Regions from separate parts of the Gossypium hirsutum genome. Here regions 1 and 2 are each linked to region 3. Evidence: chromatin contacts called from public Hi-C data. All regions are on one chromosome and are shown on one strand. The core of a region is the stretch at or near the end of the contact, and the rest is flanking DNA. Distances in the headings are between cores, read along the strand shown.

Region 1 (2,700 bases), core at 21-2,520, 490 kb before region 3:
GTATGCTTAAATAAAATAGATAAAAGTTTATTACATTTAATAGTTTTATAATAATATTTATAACTTATAATTTATAAAAATTCCAATCCAATGTTACATATAATTTTAAGTGCATGGAAATTTAGGTAAAATTAGATTTAATAGTTTTATAATAATATCTTTGTAAATATCCAAATTCGCTCATGTGGACGTTTTAACAAATAATACATTCATAAATTAGATAGATATTTATTCGAAAATATTTTTTAATTCAAAGATATTTATTAACGTAATATACAAAGCTATAAATATAAATTTATGTTTATTAAATTTATATTTAATTAAATTAATGTGTCACTGACAATAAACTATAAGCAATTAATTTAAGCAAGTAGCTGGAATATTGCCCTTGCTAAAATTGGGGTCCAAAGAAATTCAATGTTCTTAGAATGGTGTTAGAAAATGGAAAATGGTTCTGATTTTTAGTTTGTAATGTTATGTATATTAATGGTGTTAGTGCGACTCAATTTGGGTTACTAGAGGTAAACTCAAGATTTATGATTATCATTTTTAATAATATCATCTTTAAAGTTCGAACTTTATTTTCTTATTAAAAGTGTAATATGTTTTACCATTACATCCAATCACTTGTTAGTTTACATCAATCTTTATAGTTTAATGTTAATTAAAATAAGTTTTTTCATTTTAATTTTTGTTGAGAAGTTTTTTATGCTATAAATTATAATTTGATTCTAGTTCTTTTTTATTAAATACAAATATTTCAAATATAAATGGAAAATAAAAATATTATCACTTTATTAATATTAAATTTAAAATTTATTAAAATATAATGTACCTTCGTACATTGCACAAGTTTAAAACTAAGTATAATTATTTAAGAAAAAATATTTATTTTATTATTACGAGATATTGCACGATCACAATAGGAGTAGAGTTTTTTAAAAATTACTTTTAAAATATTTATGAAAATAATAAAAGTAACATTTGATGTATTTTTTGAAATAAATATTTTTAAATTAAAATATATGGGTGTTCTTAAATTTATTTAATAAAATATATTAAAATCAAATTTTTATATTAAAATTAATTAAATTCAGAAATTAACTTGTAATATCAATTTATATATTATAGATTAAAGGCCCATTTGATTAGACATTGAATTACCAAGTTGCCTCAAATTTACAGAAAAGGGATTTGAACACGTGTTTACCAATCCATTAAGTAGTACACAAACTAATTGAAACCCACTTGTAAGTTTATCAGAATTCCCAGGAACAGTCAAAAGTCTGTTTGGAATTTGAAATCTCGACCCTGTTAAAAGAGACGTTATAGGCTTTTTAATTCCACTTCGTTTTAATAATGATTAAAATTAAATTACAAAATTTTAAGCAAAGCAATTTTAATTTTATTATTTTTAAAAAAAAAATGGAAAACCCCTATGCTATTATTTACTCTGTGTCTCCATTTATTGCTTTGAACTACATCACACATACACACAAACACACCCTTCTCTCTTTCTTTATCCCTCAGTCCTTTTCTGACTCTCAAAGAAGGAGCCTTTCACTTTTGTTTCTCCCAAAAATCTCAAATTTAAGCTGAACCCCATTGCAATGTTCTGTCCTTTTCTCTATATTTAAGTTGAGCCATGAAATATTGTTGCATTTAAGCTGAAACCATGAAATATTGCTGCATTTAAGCTGATCTCATTCATTGGACTTCAGTGTAAGTCTTTTTCTTCCATTTAAAGTTCTGGGTTTCTTTTTGTTTCTTTTTTTTGTGGGGGGGGGGGATTTGGCAATTGCTTTTCTTATCAAATTGCTGCTTATTGATCATTGTGTTGTTGGTTTGAGCCTGTATGTTTATTTATTGTTTGTCAAAGAATTGTTTTCTTTAAAGGATTGTGCCCTTAAAATATTTGAATCTAGTCTTCTCGATGGATGTTGAATTAAATTGAATTGCTTGCTAAATTATAGGGGCAATTTATCTCTTTCTATCATTCTCAGACAGCCTTTTATTTGCAGATTTTATTAGAATTGGGACCTAAGGTGTTTTTTTTGGTAAAATGAGAGTATGCAATTAGTTTCTACAATTTTTTTTTTTGTTAATCCCCCTTATTACCATAGGAACTTCATCTGTTAAAGCTAATTTCAAATGGTATAATATTGTAGAGATGTTGATATAGAAGGGCTTTGACATTGTAAGTTGCTTGTCACCGGAAAGTGTGGGAATAAAAGAGCTAAATATCTTAAGAATGAGTGCACTATGACATAGATTTAAGATGGTGACAATGTGATTTTTGTGTTCATTTCATGTTCTTATATTGTCTTGCTTGTTTGACAAATTTTAGAAATTCTGCCAAGTCAATGGCAGAAAAAAAGGTGTGCAATGTCTAGTTAAGTGGCATGAAAAATGAAGATACAGATGCTACATTTGGCCGTGTTTTGTGTTTTTAGAGATCTCAGGGTAAAAAGAAACAAGTTCATCTCCATTGATAGGCTTTTAACATCCTTTTTAGGGTACCAGATAGATATCTGATCTTCCATTTCATCTGATAAAATATTGACTGAAATTACAAAGAAAGCTCCTATCTTGGAGTGTTGAATAGCATGCATATGCTTTTTAGAAAAAAATGGTCAGAATTTCAATTTGGTCCGTACTTAACTGTTTGTTGTGTCTAATAATGTCTGCAGATGGATTTGG
Region 2 (2,787 bases), core at 184-2,683, 270 kb before region 3:
TATGCAATTTAGTCCCTAGGTCCAAAACTTATAATTTAACCATTTCTAACAAAATAAGTTCAGACGAATTGTTTAATACTTCCCTCCAGCCCATATTTGATGTTATCTCACATTAAGTCCTTGTAATTTTATTACTTTAACATTTTAGTCCTTAAACATTAAAATTATTAAAAGTTACTTTATGAAATAGTTCTATTTAACAATCAAGCTTAATAATCTTCCATAAAACTTCAAAAACATACTAAACTCATCAATATAATCCACAACATTTAACAATTTTACCAATTAGTCCCTGGATTAGCTAAATTAAGCTAATATGAGCTCAAAAATATGAAAATTACTAAAAAGGGGGAAGGTTTACCTACCAAATCAAAGAGCCCTAGCTTGGCCGAAAGTGTTCTCTCCCTTGTTATGGTGTTTCTGCTAAAGATGGTAAGTTGGAGGAGATGATACCTTTTAATTTTTTTATATTTTATTTTACTTAATTGATTTGTCAATTTATTAAATTAACCTTTAATTTCTAATGAAATTTCAACTTCAACTTCAACTCACCTAAACCGTCCACTATCTTAACTAATGGTATAATTACCATTTAAGGAGGGTTTAATTTCACAATTGGTTCTTCAATTATTTTAAATTTTTAGCAAAACAAAATTAATTCTAATTTAACCCTGAACTAATTAGGACTTAATAAGGAAATAGCCCAAAAGCTATTTGATTAATCATTCCACCATCGCTTGGACTTTTTGACCATGGTTTAATCACCATTTTGGTCCCTTTACTATTTTAAAACTATAGCGATTAATTTTTACCTCTTTTACTATTTAATCCTATTTAATTAATTAACTATATGAACAATAAAATTTTTTAACCAAAATCTAATAAAACCCTAATGACCTCATAAATATTAAATAATTAATATTTATGGATTGATACGTCATAGTTATGATCTCAAAACTATTGTTTTTGACACCACTAAAAAACGGGATGTTAAAGAACAAGTAAGTAATATCCTAGACTTTGCCTTAGAGAAGTAATTTTAAGAGGAGGCTGTGTAAGGACTAAAGCACGAAAAGCATCGATATGAAACTTTGTGTAGTAAATTTATTGTGTAGGCGTAAAATATAAATGTACTCAATCAATTAAAGATATGAAACTTTTTTTAGGTTTTAACTAACACTAAGATATTATTATATTAAATCTTATTTGGAATATTGGTTAGAAATCACTCATCCCCCTTTCATTGGAATGAACATCTTAATCTTAAATTTATAGATAAGATATCTATAAACAGGGTTTCCCGGTAATCCCGATTTAACCCGAATGGGCCAATTAGTGGGCCGATAATCTTAGTGGGCTTTAAAAGCCGTCAATTTAAAAAATAATATTTTAAAAGGAAAATATAAAAGCCCTAAAAATATTAATCTTCGTTAAGTCGGTATTTTGGCGTCTTAACTCTAACTGAGAGAAAAAAAAACAAAGCCAGCCAGATTAAAGCATCTCTTCTACTATAATTATATCAAGGCAAGTAATTTCCTCATGGATTTATTGTCAACTTTTCTCTTTTTTTCAAAACTTTTTTTGTCTGAAGTTTTTTTTTTGTTCAATTTCTGGTATTCAGGATTGTTATTCGATTCGATAAGTTAAGAGTAAATGGAGGACTGGGGTAAATATTTTTTTCTCAATTTCGATAACTTGTTTATTCTTTTAGTAAGAATTTGATTGATAACTAATGTCCGAATTTCCTTTTGTATGTTTTATTGTGTACGAACTTGCATGCGGAGGCTTTATTTTGACTAGTTTGATTACTGTATGCTTTTTCTTTCGTTTTTTTATGGGGTTGAGGTTTCTCAAAGCTGACTGCCTTGAGTAAGGGTTTATTAGGGAATCGGTTGTGGTGTTGCATGGTGGAAAGGATTAGATTACAGAGAAAACTGAGTGGGTTTTCTTTTTTCAAGCGGAAGCTTAGCGATTCCAGCAACATGTTGGGAAGCTAGACCGAGCTTTAATTTTAGTGATTCACAAGTGCTTGTTCTCAAATTGAGCTCAAGCCATTGGCTGACGGTTGGCCCATTCTTACCTAGGAGGTTTAAAGTGCAAAGAGTTCCACACTACTTTAAAGCAGCTTCAGTTCAATATACCTTTCATCTGCAAGTTGTTAATTAGTACTAGAACTATGATATATTTTAGTAATTCCAGATCCTTAACTGAAGAACCTGTCATACAATGTCCTTTTTATTTTGATCTGCTGCTTGTCCTCTTTTTCATTTTTTTTCCCACTTTTGAATGTTATTGTTGTAGAGGATGAGATTCCACCTATCCCTGCAAAGAAGCTGCCTAAAAGCAAATGGGATGATGAAGATGTTGATGATACTGATGTTAAGGAATCATGGGAGGATGAGGATGAAGATGAACCTCCTCAGGTATGATGACTTCCTTATTACTAGGTATTAGTCAGTTTAATAGTATTTACTGCTAGAGCTTTTTTCTGAATATCATTAGTTCTGTTGTCTTAAAATCTATATGATGCAAAATATCAAGTTTCTACCACCTAACCATAGGCCAGAAGATCTGGTTACTAGTGTCTATTGTTAGTGTATTGGTCTGCTAATGTAATTTTGAAAGTTATAAGCTCTTTTTAATGACAAGTTATATTCTAAATTTGGTTTTCATGAATGTATCTCAGGGATAGTTGGATGGATACATACTAGGATAAATACTGTAGTAGGATCTGGTCTTAAGTTACCAACCAAAATTGAATTTTGGATTTGATGTTGTAAATTTTGT
Region 3 (2,815 bases), core at 235-2,734:
GTAGATCAGCGACAGATGAACTAAGAACTCTGGCTATAGCTACATAGTCGATTTTGTCAACTGACAGTTTACTGAAACAGCAATTAGGAGGCTTCATCTACTTCATGATTGTTGCACGAAAAAAGGAAAGCTAAGTTTAATTTGGTTATCCATTTTGTCAACACAAACACACGAGGTCATTACATGGTATATTTTCTAGGCAGAGTAGAGTCCATTAAGGGAAGGTCTAATGCCCATGAAGAATAAAGATAAATGTAAAATGAAAGAATAGTTGCCACAAATGCATCAGGGTATAAGCATGTTTGGAAATGCATACCTCTCTAGAGTTAACAATATCCATATTTCCAAGAAAATGATTCAAATATTCTTGCATAGCAACCTTTGCTCTGTCGGACATTGAAGACTGCTTTCCCAAGGCTGGTCTAATAACTGGAAGAGCAGCACTTGATGGAACATCCCTGATTATAAATATAGAAAAGAAGGCACTCATAAGTGCTGGGAGTTAATTTTTCTTTTATTTTCTAGGAAAATTTGTGATAACAAACACCTGTTTTTAACACTTTCATCTTGCTGTAAAAGAAGAGCATCATCATCCGGTTCATCATCATCTTGCACAACCGGCGCATGTTCTCCTATTCCTAGATTTTGAAGCCACTCTTTAACCTTTAATATAATAATATTCAGCGTGAAAACCACATTCAAATCCTAAAGTTTTTTTCTCCGAAGCAAAGAGCTATTAATTAGCAAAACACAAACAAACGTAGTCGTTTCCTAATGTACACACCTGCTCTTGCTTCTCGTGAATTTCTTCAATAAACAACCGTCTCTTCAAGGCAAAATGCAAGTAAAAAACTTGCGAAGCTTTCTTCATTAACCGCCACTTAAACTGAAGAATCAAAATGAAGAAATTAGTATGAACAGGAAAGAAAAGAAGGTAAGGGCAAAACATGTAATTGGAATTTAAACTATTGAAAGTAATTGTTGAAAATTTTGATTGAAAAAAGAACTTGCTTGTTTGTATCGGAATTCGATGGTGTATGATAAGAGCATGGGGCTGATATCCCCGGCATCGGGTCTGGAGACAGAGACGATGGTAGCTTTTGGTAACTCGTCGAAAATCCGAGTTGACTCAGCGGACGATGACATCGTGGATGATAACGGCTCCGATTGCATCTGGTAGTACCGGGCTCCACCTACAAGCATCGACTGCTCCGACTCCATGAAATTGATGGGTAAATTAAAGATCGAATTCCTTTTCGTTGGATCAAATGAATTAAAGATGGAAGTGGAATAAAAGACTTGAGAAGAAAGCGAGAGAATAGGATTTGAACTGGTTTCTTTGAATTCAATTTTTCCTTTGATTTTTATTTAATGGAAGCAATTTTTTTATTATTTCTTTTGGTTGGGTGAGAGGGCCAAAGTGGAACTTTTAGACAAGGAGATGGAAGCAAGACGACTTATTTCTACACTGGCTTAATATTTCCGGTCAATATTTGATATTATGTTCATTTTTTTAATTCAAAAATTAACAAAATAAAATATATTAAATGAGAAAACACAGAATGATTTGTATTTTTGTTATAAAATAAAAAATAAAAGATCATATATATTTACTGTATTTTTCTAGACTTTATATCTATAAATATAAAAAATATAAGCGAAATAAAATTTTATTCTTAATAAATATTAAAATATATCAAATTTCTTATTTTAACGAATATTCACTCTGTAATATAAATATTTTTAAGAAAAAGAATGTAACAATCTCTTAATAAAAAAGTTTATTCTTACAATTTAATTAGATTTTTTTCTTAATAGTACAAAATTGATGGAAAGTAAGCATAAAACACTTCCATTGAAATGAAATGTTGATTGATATTAAGCGATGGGTTAAGCTTTTTGATTTTTTTTTTAAGCAAAGATGTAAGAAAAGGAAATGAATGGTGATTCACATATTAATGAGAGGATGTTCGTGTAAAAAGCCACTATAATGGGTGGCAAATTTTTGGCATGAGGAGTTATCCTTTAACAATGGAGGGGTATTTATAGATAGGTTGGTCATCTATGATATTCAAGTTTCAATGCATATTTATGTAGATCTTATCGTTGTTTGTTTCTTAAGATTAAAATAGAGATAGCAATTTAATTGATTATATGGTAATTAAGTTGTGTTTATACTTGAGTGAATTTAATAAAGTCTTACGTGTTATTTATGCATAAAGGAGGCTTGACACCTTTATAGACGAGATAGATTGAAGAGGCTCCACATATCGAGTATGTTACATGTTAGCAAAGGCCATGGTTGACAATATATTATAGTAGGTAAAGTGACCTTAACCATGGTGAGTGGAACCTCTCTTGACAAGTTATGTACAACAATTATACCCTAATCAAAGGGGAAGATTATAAAATGACCTTCCGCAAAGTAAAGGTATGGTTTGCATTATCCAAATGAGATGAGGACCAGCTGCACACCTTATGCGCATTTATAGTACATTAGGAGAATAGTTGTGTCATATATTTTATTCGCATCAAATTATTGGTTTTGGTGTAAGAGTGAAAATTTCGAAATTTTTTAATTAATGAGAAATATGTTTAGTCATGATTAGTCGCATAACCCAACGCCTTGTGATTTTCAGAATACATCACTTCAGGTGGTAAAACTTCCAATGAGGCTATTAATGTGGTCGGTGAGAAACGAAGATTTGCGACACACCAATGACCGCTGCCCGGGGACTCTAGTAGGGAAGGTGGTCCACGAATGTTGGTGCAGAGTGATCTAGCAGGTTCTGACCGGCAGCGGTTACTTGTATCC

What was found. A called contact is a pair of places that touch in the nucleus more often than the background predicts.
Region 1: a Hi-C map of leaf shows a contact between it and region 3, with 1.9 times the contacts expected there. The contact joins the enhancer-like site here to the promoter of LOC107896648 in region 3. A contact is called at or near these places in 2 of 34 Hi-C or Micro-C datasets (both in leaf).
Region 2: a Hi-C map of leaf shows a contact between it and region 3, with 4 times the contacts expected there. The contact joins the promoter of LOC107896643 here to the promoter of LOC107896648 in region 3. A contact is called at or near these places in 13 of 34 Hi-C or Micro-C datasets (callus, leaf, petal and 1 more).

What each region holds. Positions count from the first base shown.
Region 1 is chrA10:98,826,256-98,828,955 of Gossypium_hirsutum_v2.1, reverse strand. It overlaps the pseudogene LOC121208455. Among protein-coding and RNA genes, the nearest start is that of LOC121208454, 14 kb to the right of the region's middle. Within about 2 kb of position 1,270, at least 2 of the 9 cell types and tissues checked have an H3K27ac peak or open chromatin away from gene starts, as enhancers often do. A contact at or near this core is called in leaf, where this site is marked.
Region 2 is chrA10:98,603,997-98,606,783 of Gossypium_hirsutum_v2.1, reverse strand. LOC107896643 (eukaryotic translation initiation factor 3 subunit J) reads left to right here and starts at 1,433. Exons shown (of 7, transcript XM_016821856.2): 1 at 1,433-1,524; 2 at 1,622-1,666; 3 at 2,302-2,423. The coding sequence starts at 1,654.
Region 3 is chrA10:98,336,312-98,339,126 of Gossypium_hirsutum_v2.1, reverse strand. It overlaps LOC107896648 (phospholipase D zeta 1), which reads right to left and starts at 1,484. Exons shown (of 20, transcript XM_016821867.2): 1 at 1,012-1,484; 2 at 785-886; 3 at 548-663; 4 at 317-458. The coding sequence starts at 1,221.